Linked DNA regions of Mus musculus: all the other regions are linked to region 4. A link is a contact called in public ChIA-PET, HiChIP or PLAC-seq and promoter capture Hi-C data. All regions are on one chromosome and are shown on one strand. The core of a region is the stretch at or near the end of the contact, and the rest is flanking DNA. Distances in the headings are between cores, read along the strand shown. Region 1 overlaps Nek10 (NIMA (never in mitosis gene a)- related kinase 10). Region 2 holds the start of Slc4a7 (solute carrier family 4, sodium bicarbonate cotransporter, member 7). Region 3 overlaps Nek10 (NIMA (never in mitosis gene a)- related kinase 10). Region 4 holds the start of Ngly1 (N-glycanase 1).

The links. Promoter capture Hi-C pulls out the DNA fragments that hold promoters and counts their contacts. ChIA-PET counts read pairs in DNA pulled down with a chosen protein or histone mark. HiChIP or PLAC-seq counts read pairs in DNA pulled down with a chosen protein or histone mark.
Region 1: a promoter capture Hi-C map of hippocampal neurons shows a contact between it and region 4, with 5 times the contacts expected there. The contact joins the enhancer-like site here to the promoter of Ngly1 in region 4. A contact is called at or near these places in 6 of 39 promoter capture datasets (the C10 cell line, cranial neural crest, hippocampal neurons and 3 more), 1 of 484 Hi-C or Micro-C datasets (muscle stem cells), 6 of 115 datasets of contacts at active chromatin or transcription factors (acute myeloid leukemia, double positive thymocytes, embryonic stem cells and 3 more) and 2 of 9 other capture datasets (adipose tissue and liver).
Region 2: a contact with region 4 is called in an H3K27ac HiChIP or PLAC-seq map of double positive thymocytes, with 11 times the contacts expected there. The contact joins the promoter of Slc4a7 here to the promoter of Ngly1 in region 4. A contact is called at or near these places in 8 of 39 promoter capture datasets (the 3T3-L1 cell line, the C10 cell line, the HPC-7 cell line and 5 more), 3 of 484 Hi-C or Micro-C datasets (CD4 T cells and muscle stem cells), 11 of 115 datasets of contacts at active chromatin or transcription factors (the 230-238 cell line, astrocytes, bone marrow-derived dendritic cells and 8 more) and 3 of 9 other capture datasets (adipose tissue, liver and macrophages).
Region 3: an RNA polymerase II ChIA-PET map of memory CD8 T cells shows a contact between it and region 4, with 11 times the contacts expected there. The contact joins the enhancer-like site here to the promoter of Ngly1 in region 4. A contact is called at or near these places in 7 of 39 promoter capture datasets (the C10 cell line, cranial neural crest, embryonic stem cells and 4 more), 1 of 15 datasets of contacts at CTCF or cohesin (large pre-B cells), 2 of 484 Hi-C or Micro-C datasets (CD4 T cells and bone marrow-derived macrophages), 12 of 115 datasets of contacts at active chromatin or transcription factors (T-cell acute lymphoblastic leukemia, acute myeloid leukemia, bone marrow-derived dendritic cells and 9 more) and 3 of 9 other capture datasets (adipose tissue, liver and macrophages).

Annotation. Positions count from the first base shown.
Region 1 is chr14:14,839,228-14,844,809 of GRCm38.p6, reverse strand. It overlaps Nek10 (NIMA (never in mitosis gene a)- related kinase 10), which reads right to left. Exons shown (of 35, transcript NM_001195229.1): 6 at 4,206-4,247; 7 at 1,946-2,024; 8 at 896-963. Among named protein-coding and RNA genes, the nearest start is that of Nek10, 21 kb to the right of the region's middle. Within about 2 kb of position 1,574, at least 32 of the 459 cell types and tissues checked have an H3K27ac peak or open chromatin away from gene starts, as enhancers often do. A contact at or near this core is called in hippocampal neurons, microglia and muscle stem cells, where this site is marked.
Region 2 is chr14:14,698,736-14,704,779 of GRCm38.p6, reverse strand. It overlaps Slc4a7 (solute carrier family 4, sodium bicarbonate cotransporter, member 7), which reads right to left and starts at 1,755. Exons shown (of 26, transcript NM_001360504.1): 1 at 1,500-1,755. The coding sequence starts at 1,547.
Region 3 is chr14:14,859,476-14,865,654 of GRCm38.p6, reverse strand. Nek10 (NIMA (never in mitosis gene a)- related kinase 10) reads right to left here. Exons shown (of 35, transcript NM_001195229.1): 16 at 4,814-4,916; 17 at 4,601-4,729; 18 at 3,967-4,104; 19 at 2,154-2,199; 20 at 141-262; 21 at 1-22. Among named protein-coding and RNA genes, the nearest start is that of Nek10, 42 kb to the right of the region's middle. Within about 2 kb of position 1,499, at least 64 of the 459 cell types and tissues checked have an H3K27ac peak or open chromatin away from gene starts, as enhancers often do. A contact at or near this core is called in bone marrow-derived macrophages, double positive thymocytes, forebrain and 3 more, where this site is marked.
Region 4 is chr14:16,246,217-16,251,735 of GRCm38.p6, reverse strand. It overlaps Ngly1 (N-glycanase 1), which reads right to left and starts at 2,422. Exons shown (of 12, transcript NM_021504.3): 1 at 2,239-2,422. The coding sequence starts at 2,369. It also overlaps a transcript of Oxsm not described here.

The DNA.
Region 1 (5,582 bases), core at 325-2,824, 1.4 Mb after region 4:
TCCCATGGATCCCTTTACACTTCCTTATGCTGAAGTTAGCATCTCTCTTGGACTCCTCCTTGATCTCCACCACTGTGTGATATGGTTCACAAACTTCAATTCTACAAACATCCTTTTCAAAATTGTTGCTAAGCCAACTTAACACCTTAATGTTATTGTTTTGTCAGATTGTAAGCAACATCAATAAAATCACTGTCTGTTAAAGTGAAAACTACTGTGTGTCACCTAAACTCTCTCCCAGAAGCATAAGACCACAAGCAGCACAAGTTAGGCATTCCTGAGATAGGAGGACTCAACAGGTTATTGAAATCAGCTCTACACATCTGCCTGTTAAATGTCTGTTACCACTAAACCAACATTCATGTATTTTACGGTACACACTGACATGTGGGTGTGTGTGTGTGTGTGTATGGTGGTGGGGGAGGGGTGTTCCTGGGAATACAGAGTCCAGGACCCAAGGTCTTTCTCTGAACTGCATCTTTAGCACCTTAAAATGAATACTTAATCCATAGCTTACAATACCATACCACCTTGTGAGTCTGCATCCCATAAATTGCTATATTCAATTATCTCTGACTTACAGAAAATGCTGATTTCATATTATTCTAATTATAAAACCTTACAATACAGATGGATTTCGCTTTAACATTAAAGTTAAGTGATGCACTCAGCTGGAGTAGAATTGAAAAGTAAAAACCTTCATATGCTGCACCATTTATTGATTCCTTGTGTTGGTAAAGAACATAAGAAGATAAGTAGAGAAGCCATTTTAGGCTGGGTGCATAGTCTTACGACTTATAATGACATGTAGCTTGAGTATTAAGCTCTGAACTTGGAGAGCGACTGATGACACACAGGGCCATGTAGAACCTCAGCACTCTAGGGGCCCACTCACCTTGTGGGCTCCACTTGCAGTAACCCATTCTCTTTGGTCTTTCACAGCAGCAAGTTTTTGAAAAATATCTATTAAAGAAAGAAATCATTCAAAGGGAGATCGAGAAACAGCTGTCATGAAACTCTGGCTCCTCAGAAGTGACAGGAAAGAGAAGAACGAGAGAGTGGGAGCAGAGACCCACAAAAGGAATAGTGGAGGACAGGGCTGCCTAGTTCAACTCTAGAAGCTCACCTAGTATAGTAAATCTGCAAATAGCACAAAAGCAAACTCCCCGTGCATTTAAAGTTGAACAGGTTCCTGAACCTTATTTATTACAAGGTCATGGCATGGACTTAAAAGACCCTACTCATTATTCCAGCTTACAAAGAGATGGGAGGCCAGGCAGAACATAAGACCTGCACCGAGAAAGCTGTCCTCAAAGGAACATCCTGGTGCCCAGCATCTCCCCTGCCCCTAAGAGCCACCGTAGGCCCAACCAGCAAAGCATGAGAAACCAGTCTATCCACACAAGTACAATGGGCTTGTGCTGGCACCCAAAGCAGCAGGAATCCTGTGGCTGACCACACCTAGAGGGACTGCAAGGGGGAGGGGTGGGTGAAGGGCAATAGGAGAGAGAAGGAAGAGAAACTGGTCAAGCTTTCTGAGGAAGCCAGAAGAATGTCTGAGATGTCTCACACCCTGGCCACAGCTTCCACATTGCTGTTTTCAGGGGAGATTCTCAGTTTTCCTTTTCATGTTGTGGGTAGTCTACATTATATGAGCTAGGCATAATTATTACCCAATTTTAGAAGCAAAAATCCCTGGTTCTGACATTTTCACAGAAATCAAAAGGTTTTCTTTCAATGTCACAACAGATGTCGCTTTTATGAAAGACTTCTTCCTTGAAACAAATATGCTTGCCAAAGAAAGAGCTGCCATGGGGAGATGTGGGGACATGTGATACCATTGGCACAAAGGCACACACCATGTGAGTGGAACAATAATAAGAGCAGCAGGTGTTCTTTCTCCCAAGTCCACGAGATTCTTTGGGTGCCTGGCAACAATGCTTACACGTCATATTGACCAGCTTGTCCACACAGTGCTGCTCCTCAGCGTAGCCCAGGTACTCGTTGGCCACGATCTCCATGTACTGCATGAAAGACCAACCCAATAAGCCAGTCAGAAAGCCAGCACCAAAAGTACATAGGAAACAAGAGTGCAGGTCTTAGGATGAGCCTAGGATGGCAGAGAGGTAAGTAAGAACTGCTCAGTACTCCTGGGCCTGTGGCACTCAAGGGTGGGACACAGGACTTAGTGATTCATGGTTTCTTCCTGAATGCCCCCAAAGTTGAAAGAATTCTGAAAGCTCTCAAAAATCCCAGAATGACTTGAACTGAATAGTTTCACGGTGCATCTTATATAAGATATACATAGTAACCTGATTCTTTGATTCACCTTGCAGCAAAATGTTTAAGAAATAGGCTCAGAGAAGCATAGACAGTGTGAATGCTTATGTTAAAGTGGTGATGTCCTTTACAATATATGGACATGGACTTCACTCAGTGAGGTACATCTTCAGTTAGATTTCTCTTTAAAAACTAAACAAGGGGGCTAGAGAGATGGCTAAGAATACTGGCTGCTCTTCCAGAGGTCCCGAGTTCATTTTCCAGCAATATGGTGGCTCACAGCCATCTGTAATAGAATCTGATTCCCTCTTCTGTGTGTGTGTCTGTTCTAACGCAGATCACTCATATACATATAAACAAACAAACAAACAAATAAACATTTTAAACACTGAGCATGAATCACCTTCCCAGGATTTAAGGTGACTCTGTTCAGTCTCCATAGCTGTGACAAACACTGAGAGAAACAATTTAAAGAAAGTGAGGCAGAGAAAAAATGCTCAATTCATGGTAGCATAGAGAATGGTAGGAAGGGGCTGGAGCAGGCATCTTTCTGTGGCCCCTTCTTCTTCCAGCTCAGTCCTGCCTCAAGGTTCCCACTGACTCTCCATATAGCAGCACAGTTGGGCACCAAGTATCAACACAGGAGACTGTAGGGAAATTTTGTATTCAAAGGTAACATTTCCACTAGGCATGATCTTCTATTAATCTAGCTCAGAATGAGTTCTCAAGACCGAGTTTAGCATAAATCACTTTTTGCTGGTCTGTTAACACAGGACTCAACATTCAAGAAGCTGAAACAGATCATTTGAAGTTTTAGTCCAACATGGGCTACATGGTGCGACAATTTCTCATGTAAGGATAAATGAGCAAAATAAATAAGTAAATAAAATAGCATGATGTGGATAGACCTGTTATTTAGCTACAAGAGGGGCTGAGACAAGAAGACTGCAAATTTGAAGCTGCCTTAGTGAGATCCATATCAAAAGTTTAAAAAAACAAAAAGTAAACATAAAGGCTAGGATAGAGTTTGGTGGTAGAGTACTTGTCTAATCTCTTATCCTGAAAAAAAAAAAAGCTAAAATAAATTTTAAAGTAAGTAAATAAATAAATAAATAATCACCTTTCTTATCTCCCAGTCTTGGGAGACTGGGAATTCCAACTCAATGACATGCCCTAAAATTGTTTTTTATTCTCTCAATAAGCAAAGTTGTTGAATAGCTGCTCAGCCTATATAATCACCTGTTAGTCATTCCTCATAACAAAATTTAAGGTACTATAAGACATGAGAGGAGTTTCTTAGAAAATTGTTTTTAAAGCACAAAAAGCCTAAAACCAAGATCTTTCCTTATATTATCTTGAATTTATAAATATGTAATGAAGGGTGGATACTTTGTAATGACTTCATATTTCCTTACATCATGTAAGTGATCTGGCCAGCCAATGCTGGCTATTGACAATAATCTTGTCATCATTAACTTAAGACATTTGACTTTAAGAGCTTTTTAAATGTATTTAAAAACATGGCAAAAATTTTTAATGTGACTTTTTAACAGCACTTTTCCCCCCAACAGGCTGGATAAATGAGGCTAATTAGCAAGGACAATATTTCCATCACTCTCTCTCTCTGCCTTTGAGTGTCATGTCTCAGGGCCACCACTATCAACCTTATCTGCTACTACCCCAGCAGGCAGCAGAAACAAGTCAAGCATTTCTTGACTGCCTTGAGAATTAGCATCACATCATGGGAGCTCAAACATAACTGAGGAAAGAAGGTCATCTCTTGGCTACTGCACTTACCTCTAACCTGAGGCATGTTAAAGACGAGGGTACCTAGTTTAGCCTACTACTGTATGCTTATTTAGTCCTTGACCAAAACTTAACCTAGAATGTAAAGGCAAAGCCTGCTACCACAGAACCAATCTTACCTGAGCAAGGTCTTCAATACCACCCAATTTATGGAGTATTTCCTAATAAAATAAAAGAAACAGAGCACATTGAAGGACAGAAGGTCCATGTTTTATGACTTTTACTAAGTTCTATGATGTTTTACTGTTCTTCAACATGAACACAGAATTTTTAGTATTTGGCATTTCATACTTGAGATAAATTGTTAATGAATATAAAAGTTGTGTTTGTGGAGATTAAGACAAACAAACAAAAACCATTGGTCAGAACTGCAACCTCATTTCTCTGTACTTCTTCTTATCATTAAAAAAAAAAAAAAAAAGTTAAGCTTGGGAAACTCCCAAGGCTAAAAAATATCAACTTGTGGACAAAAAGCAGCAGCAGCAACTGGTAGTTGTTAAGGCCAGGAGCTAAGACACTGTGAGCAACAGTGGTAATGGGGAACAGAACATTTTGGAGAAGCCAAGATTTAAAACTAGGACAAAACAAACAGCACTCAGGTGGTACATGAGAGGAAGGGCTCCTCAGAGCAGCAAAGCCATAAGCAAATGTGGTTCTGCCCCTACTACCCTGTGGTCAAAGGACATCAGAAAAGGACCTCTGACAAGCAATGTGTTAGAAATTCCTATAGTTAGCTTTGGTGGACATTTACCCTGTAGAGGACTCCATCTGTGCTTAAAATCTGACTTAAATCCTCTAATACAAAAATATTTTAAATAACTATATCTTTTAAAATGATTTCCTGAGCTAGAAAGATGGATCAATGATTGAAAGCACAGATTGTTCTTCCACAGGACCAAGGTTTGATTCCCAGTGCCCACATAACAACTCACAACTGTCTACAATCCCAAGAGCTGACACCCTCACACAGACATATATGCAGGCAAAACAATAATGCACATAAAAAATAAAATAAAATAAAATAAATGGGTCCTCTGTTCTTTTCCATCTTTCCTGCAGTTGGAAGTTCCATTGAGCATTTACCCAAGCCTCTGCACACTAGAAGGTAAGTCTATAAGCCATCTTGTTCAAGGGAAAAGGCCTGGCTACACATGGCTGCCTAGTTAACTGGCTTCCAGAGTAAAATGTATATATTGAGTTCTATGTGTAAGTTAAGTGATTACATGGACTTGATAGGAAGAAGTAGACTGTGGAGATAATATGTGATGCTTTAAGAAGTGAAGTCATAGCCGGGCATGGTGGCACACGCCTTTAATCCCAGCACTTGGGAGGCAGAGGCAGGCGGATTTCTGAATTCGAGGCCAGCCTGGTCTACAAAGTGAGTTCCAGGACAGCCAGGGATATACAGAGAAACCCTGTCTTGAAAAACCAAAAAAAAAAAAAAAAAAAAAAAAAAAAAAAAAAAAAAAAAAAGAAAGAAAGAAAGAAAGAAAGAA
Region 2 (6,044 bases), core at 506-3,005, 1.5 Mb after region 4:
TATTTCTATTATTACTTTCTGTAAGTTTATTATTGCCAAGTTTTATTCTCCCAAAGACTTAGGGTGTATGACCTTCCAAAATACTCTCCTATCATGGTACTAATACCAGAACTGAGTTCCTTGCCATCTGTTTGTCCCCTATCCTGTCCCTTATTGTAGACACACACCCACACCCCTCTGAATGAAGCTTCTATCGGAAAAAAGTGCTTCTACTCTGGACACTACAGAATAAGTTCTCAATAAGCTACTGCACAGAATGCATGCATGGATGGATGGATGGATGGATGGATGAATGGATGGATGGACGGATGAATGGCAATAGCCTTACTGTGTATGACGACTTCTGCCTAAATAGACTGTGATAGAGAATACAACATTTTTACCCAGGTTTATGAAAACTGATACTGTTTACTGTTCAGCTGAAAATGTGCAAATAAGGTTAAGAACAAGCAACAGTGTATTTGACAGATAGTCTTGGAGAAGGTCCTGAAGGTTCATTCAAAGGCCATAAAAAGAATCCTAAGGAGTTTCCAGTACTTCATCACTGTGACCCATCAAACCCATAACCACTACAGAACTTCACAGTCTTAAGACCGAAGTTTTCCTTTATATTTAAAGAGTTTATATTTGAATACTGTGAAGTAATGAATGATCACCGCCCACGGCCTCCACAATAACTTTTAAAGTAACGAGAGGAGGGAGCCTTAAGGAAAATTCTACCAAAAAAAAAAAAAAAAAAAAAAAAAAACCGGCAAAATGTCCTTTTCCTTGTTTTGAAAAGACTGGAAAATTCATCCCTGCAACCTTCCCTCCCATTTCACTGGTCAGAGTAAAAATTGGAAGTAGGAAAATTAGTACCACCACATCCTTTGAGTCAGAGACTCTGAAAGGAGAAAGCAGTTTCTTCTGTAGGGCACATACACGTTCCTGTTTCTAGAGAACGGGCCACTTGTGTGCCCCCCGCCCCCTCCCCCGTTTAAATGAGAGCCCAGTTTCTGCGCGTCCCAAGTCCGCCCTTACTCAGGCTGCTTGCACTGGGAAAGCGGGATCGGCTGGACTGGGGACGCGCGGCGCAGAGCACTGGGGTCTCTCTCGGTCCATTCTCTTTCTATGGAGCCCGGAGGAGGACACTGCACTCACGGTGCTTCTCCTGGGCCTGCGACCCAACACGCCACAGAGCGCCGGCCCCGACGGCCGGTCCCGACTCCGGCCACAGGCTGAAGGCGGCGGCGGCGGCAGGAACAGCAGCCTGGGCTGAAGGACGGCAGCGTCCACGCGGCGGGAGAACACGGCTCCCGGAGCCGCGCGTCTGAGAGCCGGGCACTGCGGCGGCGGACACGCGTCCTCGGGAGAGGCGTCCCCGAGGGCTCGAAGCCGGCCGTCCCCTGCGACCCCCGCCACACAAAGGCGACGGCGGCGCGCGGCCGCCAGCATAGGCCGCCGGCAGCCCCGCCGCGACGCCGCCTTTGTCTGCGGGCCTCGGCCTCCCCGCTCCTTACCCGCGTGAGTAGCGGTCTCATCTGCTCGCCGGCCCCGTCTGCCTCCATGGCCCGCCCCGGAGCTCTGAGAGGCCGCGACCGCAGCAGAGACGGGCACGCGGAGGGAGACCCTGTGCGGAGCGCTGGCCGCCGAGAGCTGGCCCCGGAGTGCGGCGACCGCTGCGAGCGCGGGACGTTCTCCGGGAGAGAGAGGCAACGGCGTGCCGCGAGGACTGAGACGGGCAGAGGACGCGGCGCGGAGGAGGCAGCGGCGCCCGGGCGGGGGCGGGGCGGGGGGCGGGGCTGGGGGGCGGGGGCGGGGGCGGGGGCGGGGCGCGCTCCGGCACGCCCCCCCCGGAGCACGCCCCCTGCCTGTTAGGCACCAGGTCCGGCGTCGAGCGACCGCCTCCAGTGGCTAAGGGGCTTGGAGGTAGGGCGGAGACAAAAGAAGACAGACATTCGTATCAGCCAATCAGCAGCTCGGAAGGGTCTGTCGCCTCCCCCGCCCCCCAGGTCAGTTTCCCGGAGGCCCCGCCCCTCTTTGTAAAGACTTAATTGACCGAGGCTGAGAGTGGAACTCGGTTTTTCGAATCGGAAGTTCTACAGACTTTCGAAGTGGAATGGGGTCATCACCCCATTCAGCTCCTCACCACGTGTTTTACAAGCAGGAGAGAAACAGGACGACGCCAGATTCATTCTCTGCCTCTGCAAGTTTCTCTCCTAGAGGTAACTCTATCGTGGACCCTGTAAAAGAGGGGATACATTTAGCAACTTGCCTAGTGCACTCCCTGCACTGGCCTAGTTCCACAACCTGTCCCACTCTTGGGTCGACCCTATAGGTAGGGTGCTTGTCTACTATCTACCTGGGTGTGGAGGTGATGGTCTCCATCACAAATGGACATTGAAGGATTAAATACATTTCTGTCCCTCTGTGAAGGTGTGTCACTTGTGGTGTGCTTATCACTATTGTTAACAGGTTGTTGATAAAGACAATAAAAGAGCCGGGCAGTGGTGCCGCACGCCTTTAATCCCAGCACTTGGGAGGCAGAGGCAGGAGGATTTCTGAGTTCTAGGCTAGCCTGGTCTACAGAGTGAGTTCCAGAACAGCCAGGGCTACACAGAGAAACCCTGTCTCAAGAAAAAAAAAAAAAAAAAGACAATAAAAGGTTGAGCTGAGAAAATCTAAATTCGATTATGAAAGGAAATACTTATCATCAGGTCAAGACTCATCCCTAACCCATTATCAATAAATAGCAAAGTGTACTGGGTACTGCTTTGGGTCCCAGACCCCTCCTGGCTTTGTTCTAAATTTCCCAGAGAGGTACAGGGCAGGCTCACACACGACTGTCCAAGAACAGGTGTGCTTCCATTAATAACAGCTACCATTTGAAAAGATCTAGAATTACAGACAGTGACATTTTGCAAATATGGCCCCTCTTTAATCCACACAATACTATAAAGTATATTTGTGTGTGATTTGACTGTGTCCCCTAAAAAACTGTATTGGAAACTTAATCCCCAATGCAATGGTGTTGGGTATTTAGGACACAAGGCCTTTAGGAGTTCATGAGCACATTATAAACCATGGGTCTGGAACTGCAAAGGTGTCCCTTGCTCTCTCACAAATGTCCATCAGACCTTCTGCTCTCAGATTCGGGTAGACAGGAAGAAGTCTCTCTCATGAAATGCAGTCCTCCCACCATCTTCAGAGCTGTGAGAATTTTTTTTTCTTTATAAATTACTCAGATTATATCATTCTATATAACCACACCAAATAGAGTAGGATAGTGTTATGTTCCCATTTTACAGATAAAAGAAGTGGAGACTTGTAGAAATAAGTAACTCGGGGTTCTACTATGTAGATTTCTTTTGTACCATTCTAATACCTCACTATAATTTTAAAAGATGTCAGTAAAGAAAGAGAAGTGAAGGGCTGGAGAGATGGCTCAGTGGTTAAGAGCACTGACTCCTCTTCTGAAGGTCCTGAGTTCAAATCCCAGCAACCACATGGTGGCTCACAACCATCCATATTGAGACCTGACGCCCCCTCCTGGTGTGTCTGAAGATAGCTACGGTGTACTTACATATAATAAATAAATAAATAAATCTTAAAAAAAAAGGAAGAGAAGTGAAAAGAAAATGAAAGGGAATAATTGATTGATCAATGAATTTGTTGATGTTGTTTTCTTTTTTCTGTACTAGGAATTTAAACTAAGGCCTCACTCTGACCAGACAAGTATTGAACTACTGAGCAATATCCCCCAGCCTATGAATACACTTTATATTGAAGAAGGGGTCTGGCTTCCTGGATAAAGTAGTTGCCCAGCAAGCATGAGAACCAAGTTCAGATCCCTATAACTTACATGAGAGCCAGGCAGGTATTCTAGTTACTTGTAATCCTAGTACTTGGACATCAGAGAACAATGATCTCCCAAACAAGCCAGCTTCCTAGACTTGTCCATCACATGTTCTGGGTCCAACTGAGCAACCCAGGCTCAACAAATAAAAGTGGAGAGTGATTGAGAAAGACACCAACCTCAGCTTTAGACCTCTGCTTGCATACATTATATGCACATGTATCTCCACAGACAAAATGAACATGCATACACACACATACACAAAGAATTTTTTCTCAACTCTCTTATAGCAAAATATATAACATCAAAGTTCGACAGGATAGAAAGAAAACAGAAAGAAAAGAACTCAAAAGAAGGCACAGGAACCATAGACCCACTCTATTGCACACTAAGGAATCTTACAATGCTGCTTCAGTCTCTGAATTCATACGAGCTTTGGTCATATTGATTTAGAGAGCCTTGTTTTCTTGGTACCCTCCATCACCTCTGGCTCTTAGACTCTTTCTCAGCTCCGAGAAGAGACATTTGATGGAGAAATCCCATTTAGAGCTATGTGTTACAAGGTCTCCTCTCTCTCTCTCTCTCTCTCTCTCTCTCTCTCTCTCTCTCTCTCTCACACACACACACACACACACACACACACACACACACACATAGGCACTGTAGGGACTATAGGTCCCTGAGCAATGTAGTCTCTGGCTCTTGATCACCCAAGCAGTGTTAGGTATGAATTCCATCTTGCAGAATGTCCTTTAAGTTACTTGGGTGGTTACTCTCACAAACTCTGAGCTGCCATTTCCCTAACATATCTTTTAGGCACATCATTGTAGAACAAAGTGTTTGTGGCTGGCTTGTTGTTTTAAGTTTCTGTTTTGATAGCCTGCCCAGTACCTTCCTGTAACCGAAGACCCTAGAACGTTGGGGTGAAGGTTCTATGTAGGCTGCAACCCAACTTCTCCATGTTCAATGAGTTATATTGGTGTTGTCTTCAGCAACGGGGCCTGACTTTCAGTTTGTGAAGAGAAATCTGTTGTCTTGGCAACAGCCTGAACTGTGTGAAATTTTTGATGGGAGCTCTTTGGCCAACAGCTCAATTAACTTGTAACCTAATCTTGGTACTGGAAGCTCTTTTGGTGACAAGAGACAACCAGTAGGGGTTCTGTTTCCCTACTATTTGGCGATTTCATGGATGAACAAGTGTTCCTGTGGTAGAATGAAGTGCCCTTTGGATATATGCCAAAGAGTAGTAGAGCTAGATCTTGAGGTAGGTGGGTTCCCATCTTCCTGAGGAACTGCCATGCTGATTTCCACAGAGGCTGTACAAGTTTTCACTCCTCCCAGGAGTGGGTGAGTGGTTCTCTTACTCTACATCCTTGCCAGCATGAGCTGTTGCTTGTTTTGATGATCTTACCCATTCTGACAAGTATAAGATAAAATCTCAAAGTAGTCTTGATTTGCATTTCTCTGATAGCTAAAAATGTTGATCATTTCTTTAAGGATTTCTCAGGCATTTGTGTTTCCTCTATTGAAAATTCTGTTTAGATATGTACCCCCCCCCTTTTTTTGGTTTTTTTGGTTTTTTGGTTTTTTTGGTTTTGGCTGTCCTGGAACTCACTATGTAGACCAAGCTGGCCTTGAACTCAGAAATCCACCTGCTTCTGACTCCCAAATGCTGAGATTAAAGATGTGCGCCACCACTATCCAGCTCTGTATCCCTTTTTAAAATTGTATTATTTTCTTGATATCTTTTTTTTAGTTCTTTATATATTTTAGATACTAACCCTCAACTGGATGTGTAGTTGGTAAAAATCTTTTCCCATTCTATAGACTGCCGATTTGTCCAAATGACAATGTCCTTAGCCGTGTGGAAGCTTTTCAGTTTCATGAGGTCCCCTTCAGTTGTTGATCGTTGTGTCTGTGCTATTGGTGTTCTGTTGAGAAAGGTTTGTCCTGTACCAATTCATTCAAGGCTGTTCCCCACTTTCTCTTCCTTCAGGTTCAGTGTGTCACGTTTTATGCTGAGGTCTTGGGTCCATTTGAAGTTGATTTTTCCCCTCCAGGGAGACAAATATGGATCTACTTGGATTCTTCTACCTGCAAACATCCAGTTTCTCCAGCACCATTGTTGAAAATGCTGTCTTCCTTGCTGGGTGTGGTGGTGCACGCCTTTAATCCCAGCACTTGGGAGGCAGAGGCAGGCAGATTTCTG
Region 3 (6,179 bases), core at 250-2,749, 1.4 Mb after region 4:
GATACCGAAGAGCTAAGCACAGCTTGAAACAAGAATGGAAGCAAATTTGATTCCTGCCATATACGTAACCAACAGTGTATCTCTAAGGTAGCTCAGAACTTTGTTGTATAAAGAAAATTTCAATGAAGGGTGTAGTGTACCTGTATAAATATTTTCCACAGTCGCTCTTCACTGAAATGGTGATGTTTTTCCTTCAAAGAATTAAAGTGCTCTCCAAGTGGGGCTCCTTCTATCAGCTCCATAACGATATACAACCTGTCATCTATGCAAAAGCAAAAAGGAGTCACAGAAATGTAAAGTCAGTATAAAGCCCTGGAAAACCTTCACAAATTAGAACCCGGGCTTTCCAAGGAGTGTTGGAGCACAAAACGGAAAACTTAGTGTCAGGATCCACTGAATGCTGGCAGAGCACAGAGCTGCCCTTGGGGCAGTCACAGCCTAGCAGCAACTTCCTCTGACTCCAGACTTTCTCCTCTCTGGCAAGCATAATCATTTTCTGCTTATACCATAGAATGCCTGAACCATGTCAAAGACAGTAAGCCAACTGTCTCAAGTCACGAGGCCTGCCTCTTAGTACCTCGGATCAAATAAGACGTTCAGAAAACCGCATTATAAATTGCATTTTGTATGGTGACATAGATTATGTCATACAAACTTACCCACGGATCACGCTATGATGTTGCAATAACACAGACTAAAGCACCTACCCATGACAGAGATTACTGCTAGGCCCCTCTCGAGTAGAGAGACCTGGACTCTGATTTTATGTTAGGGTTTACAAGGGTTTAGCACTGTTTGGGTTTTTGGTTTTCTTGTTGCTGTTTTTGTTCTCTGAATACACTCCTTTAAAGCCAATTTGAACTACTAATAATGATATGTGACATGTGTCTTTTCTGACTGTTGGACATACACAAAATACACACATACACAATCTGCCTGCAAAGGACAGACATCTCCCATCCTGCCCACTGGCTTCTCCACCAGTCTCACACTGCAGCATGAATGTAAGCACACTGTTCTTCCTGTTGCCTTTCACAGGATTGCAAAAATGAATAAACCATATAGCATCTCTCTTACGGACATTTATAGATTCCCAAGTTTCACCATTCCAAGAAATACATATTGCCTGCACTATGCTTAGCTGTTTGTTTTCATTTTCTCAAATTATAGTCTTCTTCATCATAGTTTATAACTTGGTAATATTATACATATTTTAAGTTTCCTTCAATTTATTTTGGAAGTCGTCAGGTTAAGTGTTTTGTTTTTGTAATGACTTGTACTTACTTCAGTCTAAGTCAGGAACTAAATCTGATAGCTTTAATTACAGGAATAATCCCGATATTAAGAACTAGCACGTAAGGAGGAAGGAGTCCATCTAAATCACTTAAAGAAGGGAAATGGGTAAAAACATAGCAATTGAGCTGCATACAGAACAGCTTCTGTTTAGTATTGAGACAGGGTCTCTCTATGCAGCCATGCCCAGCCTGAAACTCACTATGTAGATCAGGTTGTCCTCAAACACACACAGTCGGCCTCTGCCTCTCAAGTGCTGGGATTAAAGGACTGAGTCACCATGCCCGGCTAATACTTCAGGATTTTATGCTACAGATGGTTAAGTTCAATACTTCCTTCACTTGTAAACAAGCGACTGAGTTTGGCTTTGTTTGACTGTGCTCTCCATCCCACAAGCAGGAAACAAGCCAGCCAGCCTGCAGGCTCAGCCAGGACTCTGGCGCCACCTGGTGGCATCTACTGAAATTTGTGAGAAAAAAAAAAAAAAACCTTGAAGGCGGAGTCCAATCCATTTTATTAGGGGTGGAAAATGCCACTAGATGCTGCTGTGAGCTTGCAAAAAGAAAAATAAAACATCATGCTTTAGTTCTCTTTTCTCTTTTTCTTCTACAGTTCCTTTTCTGTACAATAATTTAATTATTTTTGTTTATTCACACTGTGCCTCTATATAATACAGATCAAAATATTTTAAGTATTCTCAGGTCATCAATTAAAAAATTATTTTACTGCTTAAGAAAGCAATGCCTAATAATAAAAGCCAGTAGAAAATAGCTGAATGGGTTTATTTTCTGCCAACATAATATAAATGTATATAAATAACAAACATATGTTTCCTTACTTAGAAAGCAATTCATACTTACTTTCCAAAAATGTTTTATAATAACGTACAACATTGGGATGATAAAGCTGTAAGAAAACAAATAGCAAACACTTATCAGACTCTTCAAAACACAAGCTTTTGTACACTGAAGTTTCATCTAAGACTGCCAGCTGCCATTTAAGGTTTTAAATGACTTTTTTAAGTTAATGAAAGAGACAGTGTCCTCCATGCCTTTGTGAACCAGGCTAGAAGATGCTGCACTTCCTAATGGGCAGTGGACAGGTTTAGGACTGATCAGTTCCTTAACGATTCCCTTAGCATGCTCTGCCCCAGGGTTGGGCCTCAGCTACACAGGGAGGGAGAAAGTTCTAAAAAAGAAAAATGGTGTAAAATGTCTCCAACTATTTATTTAGAATGTAGTTTCTAGGTAAAGTGTCTTGTTTCAGAGGAATTGCCATGATGTCTATAAATGGTTTGTGCCTCTGAGTGTCCCTCTGAGTGGGGCCCACGTAGCTGCTACTCACACCAACCCAGCGGTCTCAGGGTTATCAGCAGCAGAGTAGCCAGGATGTGGCTTCCCAGGCAGCAGTGACATTTGTCTGTCCCTCAGCCCTGGAAGTGTCCTTTCTGCTGCTTTTCCCACTTGGGATGGGAAGGTGTCACCAGCAGTTGCATGGAACAGGGAATAATGCCAACTTGTGCCATTCTCTAAGCCTGGTAGTTCGAAGCCTCTGTGCTGTGCTCATTGTCACCTCTTAGCAGACAGGGTCTCTCACTCCCGTACCTATGGCTTCTGTATTCCATGACATCCTTCTTTTTGGTTCAGGTGGCTCCCACAGGAGGGACAATCTTCAGTGACATCAAAATCTAAACTGTGGCACCCTGATTGGCCTCTTCTGGACCCTTTTTCTTAGGAAACGCACTTAAACAAATTAGCACCCAAATCAACTAGCAAGTGGGGACAGGATGAGTTTCTGAACGGATGGGATGGCTTCTTGCGATCTAATCCATTAGTGGTGACTTTTGTTGTAACTTAGTGATGTCAAACTATAGGTTTCAATGAATAAAGACCATGTTTGTGACACCAAGCAAACATGACTGCAGGGCGCAGTGAGGCTGGCAGCTTCCTAGAACTTAGAAACAGAAATGCACAAACAAGGAGAGCTGGGAAAGGAACCAGCATCTTCTCGGATTACAGAAAGAATTCCCATTTCTCGCCTGCGCTCCGTTTTCCTCCAATACTCCTTCATAATGACAGCTAATTGAGCGATTATGTCACATATTCATGATAATAAAAATAACCCAGAAGACAGTGGGGCCCACCCCTAATCTCAGCACTTAGGACAGGGAGCCAGGAAAGGGGGGGGCGGGTCCTGAAGGTCAGTCTGTACTACAGAGCAGGGCTAAGACCAGCCTAGACTACACAAGCCTGCTCTAGAAAGGGGAAATGAAACAAAACCTACATTTTAGATTTAATAAGCCAGACTTGAGGGGTGTCAACAGGTTGGCTTTAGCTGACTGAAGTTGGAGGGTGGTCTTTCTCAAATTCCCAGCACTCCATTAAGGGTGTCTTTCTCCTGTTCCTATGCAGTAACTCAGTAGCTAAGCATACATGGTGTGTTCTGGTTTGTAAGCTCAACTGTTTTGCATCCAAGGCCCTGCTATAAACTCCTAAAAGAGTTTCCATGACTCAATAACAAGCTTTAGGAAAAACACTGGCAAAAATATCACTGCACCAATGTCCAGTATTTCATACCGAACTGATTTATAAACGGCATGGACAAGAACAGCAGCAGAGCTCAGCTTCAATGACATTTATATCAGAGACATCTCAGAAATAAGACAATATTTACCTGCTCCTTAATTATTGTTAATTCAGAAACAATGTTCTTGACACTGCTGTCTCGGTCTTTCTTATCCTTTCCAAATGCTGGGTTATGCAAATTGACCTCCTTCATTGCTAAAAGATTTTGACCACTACGCTTTCTAACCTACAATAAGGAAAGCAATTAATTAAATGCTGAGAATTGAGGGTTAGACAAAGACAGATGAACTAGAATAACAAAATTACATACATGGTTAACCAACACATAGCATGAGAGTCTAGCTGCATTTACACTAAGCTGAGAGAGCTCAAACCTGTTACCTTCTGGTCTGGTCCCCACTGCAGGACTCAACAGGCTTTCCCTGGGCAGGTGTAGAAACACTGGTGAAAGTTTATAAACTATGTCATGCACTGGGACAAGCTATTTTGATTCATTTTCTGTGAAGGATGCCCTGTCAGGGACCAGGTACTAGAGCTGAGAGCCAAGGCAACACTCACATAATTACCACCCAGTGTTGGATACAACCAGCACTCTCATCTCTATCTGTACTTCTTCACTAGTTTTCAATGATAAGGACTTCAATTAAAATGAGTATGGCCATCTGGAGTGTTACTTCAAATTTGTTTTGAAACATGAGAACTATCTCCCAGGGCAGACTCACCTTATAAACACAGCCAAAAGCTCCACTTCCAAGGTGGTCCAACACAGCATAGTCACCTATGTACTTCAAGGGCGCTTTCTTCTGATTGATGCTTTCAATATTCTCAGCAATTTGCTTCAGCTCATCTTCCTAACCAAGTCATAAAAGGAAAATTGGTTACTACTATCCTGATCCCAGAGCAGCCTGCCCAAATATTTAGAACTCAAGACTTACCAATAGTAAATTCAACTGTGATACCAAGTCCTTATAAGCACCAATATCACGAACGTAATGTCCTATGTCAATGAAGGTCTCAAACAGGTCGGTGGGAAAAAGTCTACAGGGAAACACACACACTTAAAGTGGAGCTGGGGAACAGTGGATCAATGCTTCCCTTCTGGATACAGCTGGCTCACCAACTAACCCTACGAACAAACCTAACTTCATTAGGCAATCAGCAGAGTAAGAAGCAATATGCTCTGGCATATCATGCAGATCTGCACTCCAGCTGTAGTTCCTGCAGAGTAAGCAATGTTCTACAGATCACTGCACAGCACTGCACCTCAGTGAGCTGCACTGCATGTCACACTTGGAACCGGGGAGGGGTGGGTGGGCCTCACAGTCTTTGTTTCTATGGCAGTAAAAGACAATATAACCAACGCAGACTATACCAAAGCCTTCTTTGTAATTTATTTGGGGGTTACAGACAATAAGCATTTTAAAAGAGGATGTTTGTTGTGTTTTTTTTACTAAATATTTAGCACTTAGATTAAGTCATTTGTTACAGTTCTAAACTTAGCTCCAAGATGTAAATATCCTTTTAATTTTTAAATGTTTTATGAGAATAAAATACTGGTAACTGAAAAAAATGTAAAGAAGTATGCATTTACAAAGTTCTGGCTTCAGAGGCCTCTTAAAATATTCATTATTCATTAAAATGGATGGCTTTGGGTCATGAAATGAAAGTTTATAATAATTTTTTCCTTAAATTCAAATATCATGGAAGAATAAAGCAATAATATAATTGACACCTTCTTCACAAAGGATTTGTTATAACATCAGTTTCTCTCACCAATAACATCTGGTGACAACACTGTGGACCTAGATTGTGTTCACATGGTGCGCATGTCCCTCATGTGCAATGAATGTGTCTGCTTTCTAAGGCTTGCGCGTCCACCAGACTTGGCACCTCACATCTGGCCCATCACTGGGTCTCAGCCTATCAGGGGCACTCTTGGTTGGTAAGAGGAAATGATCAAACTAACTTTGGAATTTCTAAATGGTTTAAAAAAAAAGGTATGTATCTTGGTTCTATATATTCAAGATGTTAATATCTTTAATTAAAACCAGTGCCTGAGCAGTTGCATGGCCAGTGAGGAGTTGTCCAGCAGTCACCTAGCCTGTGAGGTAGCTGTGAGGTAGCTGTGAGGTAGCTGTGAGGTAGCTGTGAGGTAGCTGTGAGGTAGCTGTGAGGTAGCTGTGAGGTAGCTGTGAGGTAGCTGTGAGGTAGCTGTGAGGTAGCTGTGAGGTAGCTGTGAGGTAGCTGTGAGGTAGCTGTGAGGTAGCTGTGAGGTAGCTGTTAAACCTGTGGAGACAGAGA
Region 4 (5,519 bases), core at 1,173-3,672:
CTGTAGAAACTGTGAGTCACCTTTGCCTATCCCTTCACTAAATGTCTCATGTTTGGTCTCCCTACTACCTCCTAACATAAAAATATAAAGACAGAGACATTAACACTGTCTTGGAATTGTTCTTTGATGTTACACTGTAGCTGTTTTTCAAACCTTTCTTCTCCCAAATACATTTATATTATTTGAACAAAGAAACTATGTTTGATTCTTGGTTCTTCACTCAGTACAGTTAATAGTCAAACACTATGTGTGCTTTGTAAACAAAACAGTACAATATCAAATATTTATATTAAAGAATAAATGAACTAGGGACAGGGGATCCATTTAGATGGTAGAGTGCTTGCCTCCCATTCATTGAGCCCTGGCTCAATCTGTGGCAGCTCATAACAGCAATTGTGGTAGCCCACACCTGTAACTTAGAGGTGTAGGTAGGAGGATAAGAAGTTCAACATTATTCTTAGGTACATGAAAAGTTCTAAACCAAACTCTGGTTCATGAATCAAATTAGCTAAGCAGCTCACCTGTGATGTCAGGAAAACTAATACAGAGTTGCTTTGTTTTGCTCTTGATAAAGTCCATAGTAAGCTCATCTTATCTAAAATGGGTGGCAGCTTTTGCATACAAATTAGCACACATTTCTTTTGGAGCTTATTTAGATTTATTACTGTTAGGATATGATAAATATTCAAGCAGAAATTTAAGAGTATTATTTCATTGTAGATTTCAGTGACAAGTATCTACTTCAAAACAAGCTAATGCATTTTTATTTGCATATCCATTCTATAAATTGTTCTGATACTGAGGCAAATGAGATGCTGGGACAATATGCCTTCAATAGTGCCTCCACTATGGCACTAGTGGGTTTAAAAGAAAATAGCAATGCAAAGAGGAACCTGATTTTCTCTACCAAATTACAGAAGTATAATTATAATGTGCGGTCAGGGACCAGGAAGACATGGAGCTTTTCCTTAAGAGTTAAGAAGTCACTGGATTTGGACATGAAGAAGCAGGATATCATCTCCCAACCAAGCCAGACCTTGAATTCTAAGAACACAAGGACACTTGTTGAAAACAAACTAAAGGAGCATTTTCTCACATCAACCTGAATCATTTCTCTTACAAACTGCTCTAATTTCCTTTATAAAACAAAAACTCCAAGATCAGAAATGTAAGCCACAGTAAAGGCTGTAAAATGAACCAGTTTCTTTAAGAAATTTAGTAAATATTCATAATGATGGTCATGATCCGAAATAACTGTCTGCATGCAAAGCTATCTTTCAAAGTACTCTGATCTTAGCATCTTTGGTTTCATTGTACTAACAGAATCGAAATGTCTTTACAAATCCATCCTTCTCTTATGTATGGGGGTGGGAGGTTGAAGACTTAAACAATTCAGTATGAAACGCCAGCTGTGGGCTCTGGAGAATCAAGCTTATGAGTTCTTTCAGACACCTTGTACTCTGAGGTGCTGTGAGATCTCAGGGTTAAGCTGAGGTGTCATAAAGGAGGAAGGCCATCTTCACACAAGTCACAATTATGTGCAAGCCCAAATGCTGCATAACATCTGGCATAGAATCACATTATATTCCCTTTTCAAATATATTTTAAATATCACTAATGTCACCTAAATGAAGAATTATGGTTGTGGTGGCACACACCTGTAATCTCAGCTTTTGGTAGGTCGTGACTGGCATGAGTTCTGGGGTACAGATCAAGTTCCATGCCAGTTTGGGGTACAGGACAACACCTCAATGTCTCTAACAACTAACTCTCTAAAGCTGGTCCGCATGAACTGTACAGCCTTTAAACTAAGAATTCCTACAGACTTCGGGTCGGTGTGTTTGTAAGAGCCAGCGCCCAGGGGCTCAACTGAAGTGACCTCCACTGTCTGCCCCTCCGCATCCCTTCCCCACACTCTTTGACCGGAGCGGCCATGGGAGGTGCTGACTCAAACTCCCAGCCAGTTGTGGAAAGTGCTGCACTCAGTACAAAGGTGACTTGACACAAAGTTCGTAACTTAAACTATAAATGTGTCAACCGCCAAACTCGGCGTGAACGTTTAACTGGCACTCGGGCTGAGCCACAGCGCCGGGATCCTGCAGCGAGATGGGACAGCACAGCTGTCAAACTCAGTGACAGCCTCGGCGGGCCCTCGTCGCCCAGCCCGCCCCGCCTCAGGCCCGAGTGTCCGCGGCCCCGCCCGCCTGCGGCCCTCAGGCTCGAGGGCCCCGGCTGCACCTCAGGATGTTGTCGGCGTAGGTGAGCAGCAGCTTGGAGGCCTCCAGAAAGGTCTCCGGGGTGTTCTGGCATAGCTCGGCCACGGCCGGGGACGCAGAGCTCGACGAGCTGCCCAGTGTGGCCGACGCCATGGCTGCGCCGCGGCCTTCGCCACCTCGCGCACCGCGGCCCGCACTGAGCAGGCGCTGAGGAGCGCCTAGGCCGCCGCAGAGGCCTGCGGCCAGAGGGCGGGGCGAGGAGCCGAGGGGCGGGGCGTTCCGGGAGGGGCTAGGGGCGGGGCGAGCCGCGGAGAGGCCGGTTGCGAACGTTGGGGTACGGGGTACAAGGGGCCGAGCCAGTGGAGTAGATCTCGAGCTGTGGTGGCTGCTTGTGTCGGGTAGGGTCCCAGAGATAATTGCACAGCCTTCTTTTTACGGTAGATAAAAGTCTTTTGTGGAAGAAAAGACTCCAGAAGACCGAGCAAGTTTTTGTTATGTCTTTTTTTTGGGGGGTGGGGTGGGGTGGGGGCGGTTATGGGGAAGGGAAAGTGATCATGGTCTGTGGCCTAGGCTGGGCTCACACGGGAATTTACTGCAGTCTTGCCCTTTGGTTACTAGTGTCCGGCTTCAAAAACAGAGCATAGCTCAGAACTCTTCTGGGTTTCTGATTTGTGTATTTTCCGAATTCTGTTGATGAAAACTCAGTTGTTGCTCACAAGGTATGATTCTGATGCAAGGAGCATTTTGGGAGTGTCCTATGGATACTCGCATAAAACCCATATACAATAATAGAATAAAATGAGGAACAAACAAGTAAATAAAGTTTATATACACATTGTATCCTTTGACTCATACTGGCATATCCCTTACCAGTATCCTTAATTTATCTTAGAAAGGGAATCACTAACCTCCTTAGCTGATGCCCTTGTCACTGACATCAACCCTGGAAATTGGCTCCAGCACTGAGCTTCATACTCAGTCCTCATTACTTCTTTTTCTTCTTCAGAAGAGGGTTTCTCTGCATAGTTCTGGGTAAAGTGGAACTCCAGCTATAGATCAGCTTGAACTCAGATCCACCTGATCACTGCCTCCTGAGTACTGGAATTAAAGGCTTGTCTACCACTACCTGGCTTTTTTTTATTACTTTTTAATGTTGAAATGCCACTAAGAGTGCACTTGACCTTGATTTGTAGTCAGGAGTTTTCCATGCTCCACTCACCTTGAATAGCTGGAATTACATATATGAATCACTAGCACGTAGCAGGTACTTGTTGGCTTTGTGTTTTAAAGATATTTACTTATGTGACCTCGTTTGACACTTTATTATCTGTTGTTTTTTAATGTTTCTGGGCAATTTCTTCGGAGAATTTTCAAGAACTTCTGAATATTCATCTGTAAAATATACCTACATTTTTAGCACTTAGGTTTGTAGACCAACTTCAAGAATATTGTTTTCAGCTAGGCATGTTGGCAAATCCCAAAACTTGGAAGGTAGAGGCAGGAGAATCAAATATACATACATACATACATACATACATACATACATACATACATACATACATATATCACTACTACCACCACCACCAAAGACATGAAAGAAGGAGGCAGATGAGGGAAAGGGGGGTTAAAGGGGAGGGCAAAGGTGATGGAAGAGAGATAATGGATGGACTGTGGCCAAAGAACATTGTATATCTATGAGACTTTGAAAGAATAAGTCTTAGAAAGAGAATATTATGTTCAACAAAGTATGTTATTAGCTGTTGTTTAAATTTTTCAGTGGCTAACTACTAGCATTTTTTTTTCTGGTCCATAACAAAGTAATAATTATGTTTGTGGCCCAACTTCAAATGCTGTATTCCCAGCTATTTGCTGTGAGTGTTGACTGATCCTTGTAATCCCAGTATATAAAGGATACAGGCAGGCCAGCTGCTGCAGCCTTGTTAGGAAAAGTGCATTATGGGAGGCAGTTAGGTTTTGAGAGTACATGCTCCTGCCCTATGTCCAGGTTACTCCCTCTGCTTGTGCTTGTGGTAAAGGATGTGAGTATTCAATTTCCTTCTCTGGCTGCCATGCCTGCTGCCATGCAGTTCTGCCATCACGCACTCTAACCTTTGTACCCATAAGCCAAAGTAAATGGTTTTATAAGTTGCCTTGGTTGTGGTGTTTTATCACAGCAATAGAAAACTAGGGTAAGCATGGTTTCAGATATTTTTTGAAAACTTGTGCTGAGCTTGGAAGTAAATTTATCATATTGTGTTATGGAAGTCGTTATTCCTGCAATTCTAGTACCAGCTGCTATTTCTAAAGCGACCAAGAGTGGCATGACCTGAACTGCCCTCTTATGTTGGGCAGCTATCATATCTACAACTGGGATTGGTAGGGGCTCATTTCCCTGGATTACTCCCAGTTCAGGGAAAAGGAGTACCAACATGCAAACTCCTGACTGACAGAAACGAGTACTAAGAGAGTGGGATATTGCTGGGATGAACTTGACCATGTGGTTTTATTTTGTGGGGCTAGGGGAATATTTATAGAAGGCTTTGGGAAGACTTGGGCTAGAAAACAAGATAAATTGTACTGTTTGTAGAGAAAAGGAGATCTAGGGAGCTTAACACTACAGCCAAGGCATGTGCTAGAGAGAAGATGTTTCACATAGTTGAGAAGTTTGCCTTGTACTGGAACAAAGGTAAAGGGTACTCTCTAGCCAAGACCTCACTCAGCAAAACTTCCAGCTTGTACAATAGCCTAAAGTCTTTTCTGATCCCAGAAAGTTACTGAATGAAAAAGTATTGCTGCTAATGTGATTCAAGTGACCCCATCCCTGGCTGGCAGCCACAGTGCCAGGTTTAGACTTGAAGGATACAAGAATGAAGTGTCACAGATCCTACCTCTGTGGCTTCTGAGAGCCTCTGAGGCCAGGCAACATGTGGTATGGAATTCTCTGCATGAAGATACTGAGAGAATAAGAGTCATGATAGGCCATTTTGTAGAGCTGTGAAAGGGAAGCTTGGGTTCCAGTGGAGACCACAAGATGTTGGAGATATCAACGCTATGAGAAAGCTGCCAAGGAGGTCAATAGAGAAGGACCAGCCTAAGAGAGAGATGCAGGCTACTGGCAGGAAAGCTGGAGGTGTGGAGCCCTTAACAGAAGACACGAAGCTACAGGATTTGGTGTTTTGTCCTGCTGGATTCTAGTCATAGTTTGGTCCATTATGTTCTTATTCCCCACTTGGACCTTTTGGGATGGCAATCTGTGCCATATATTGGAAATATGTGATTTGCCTTTTTATTTTACTGAAGGTT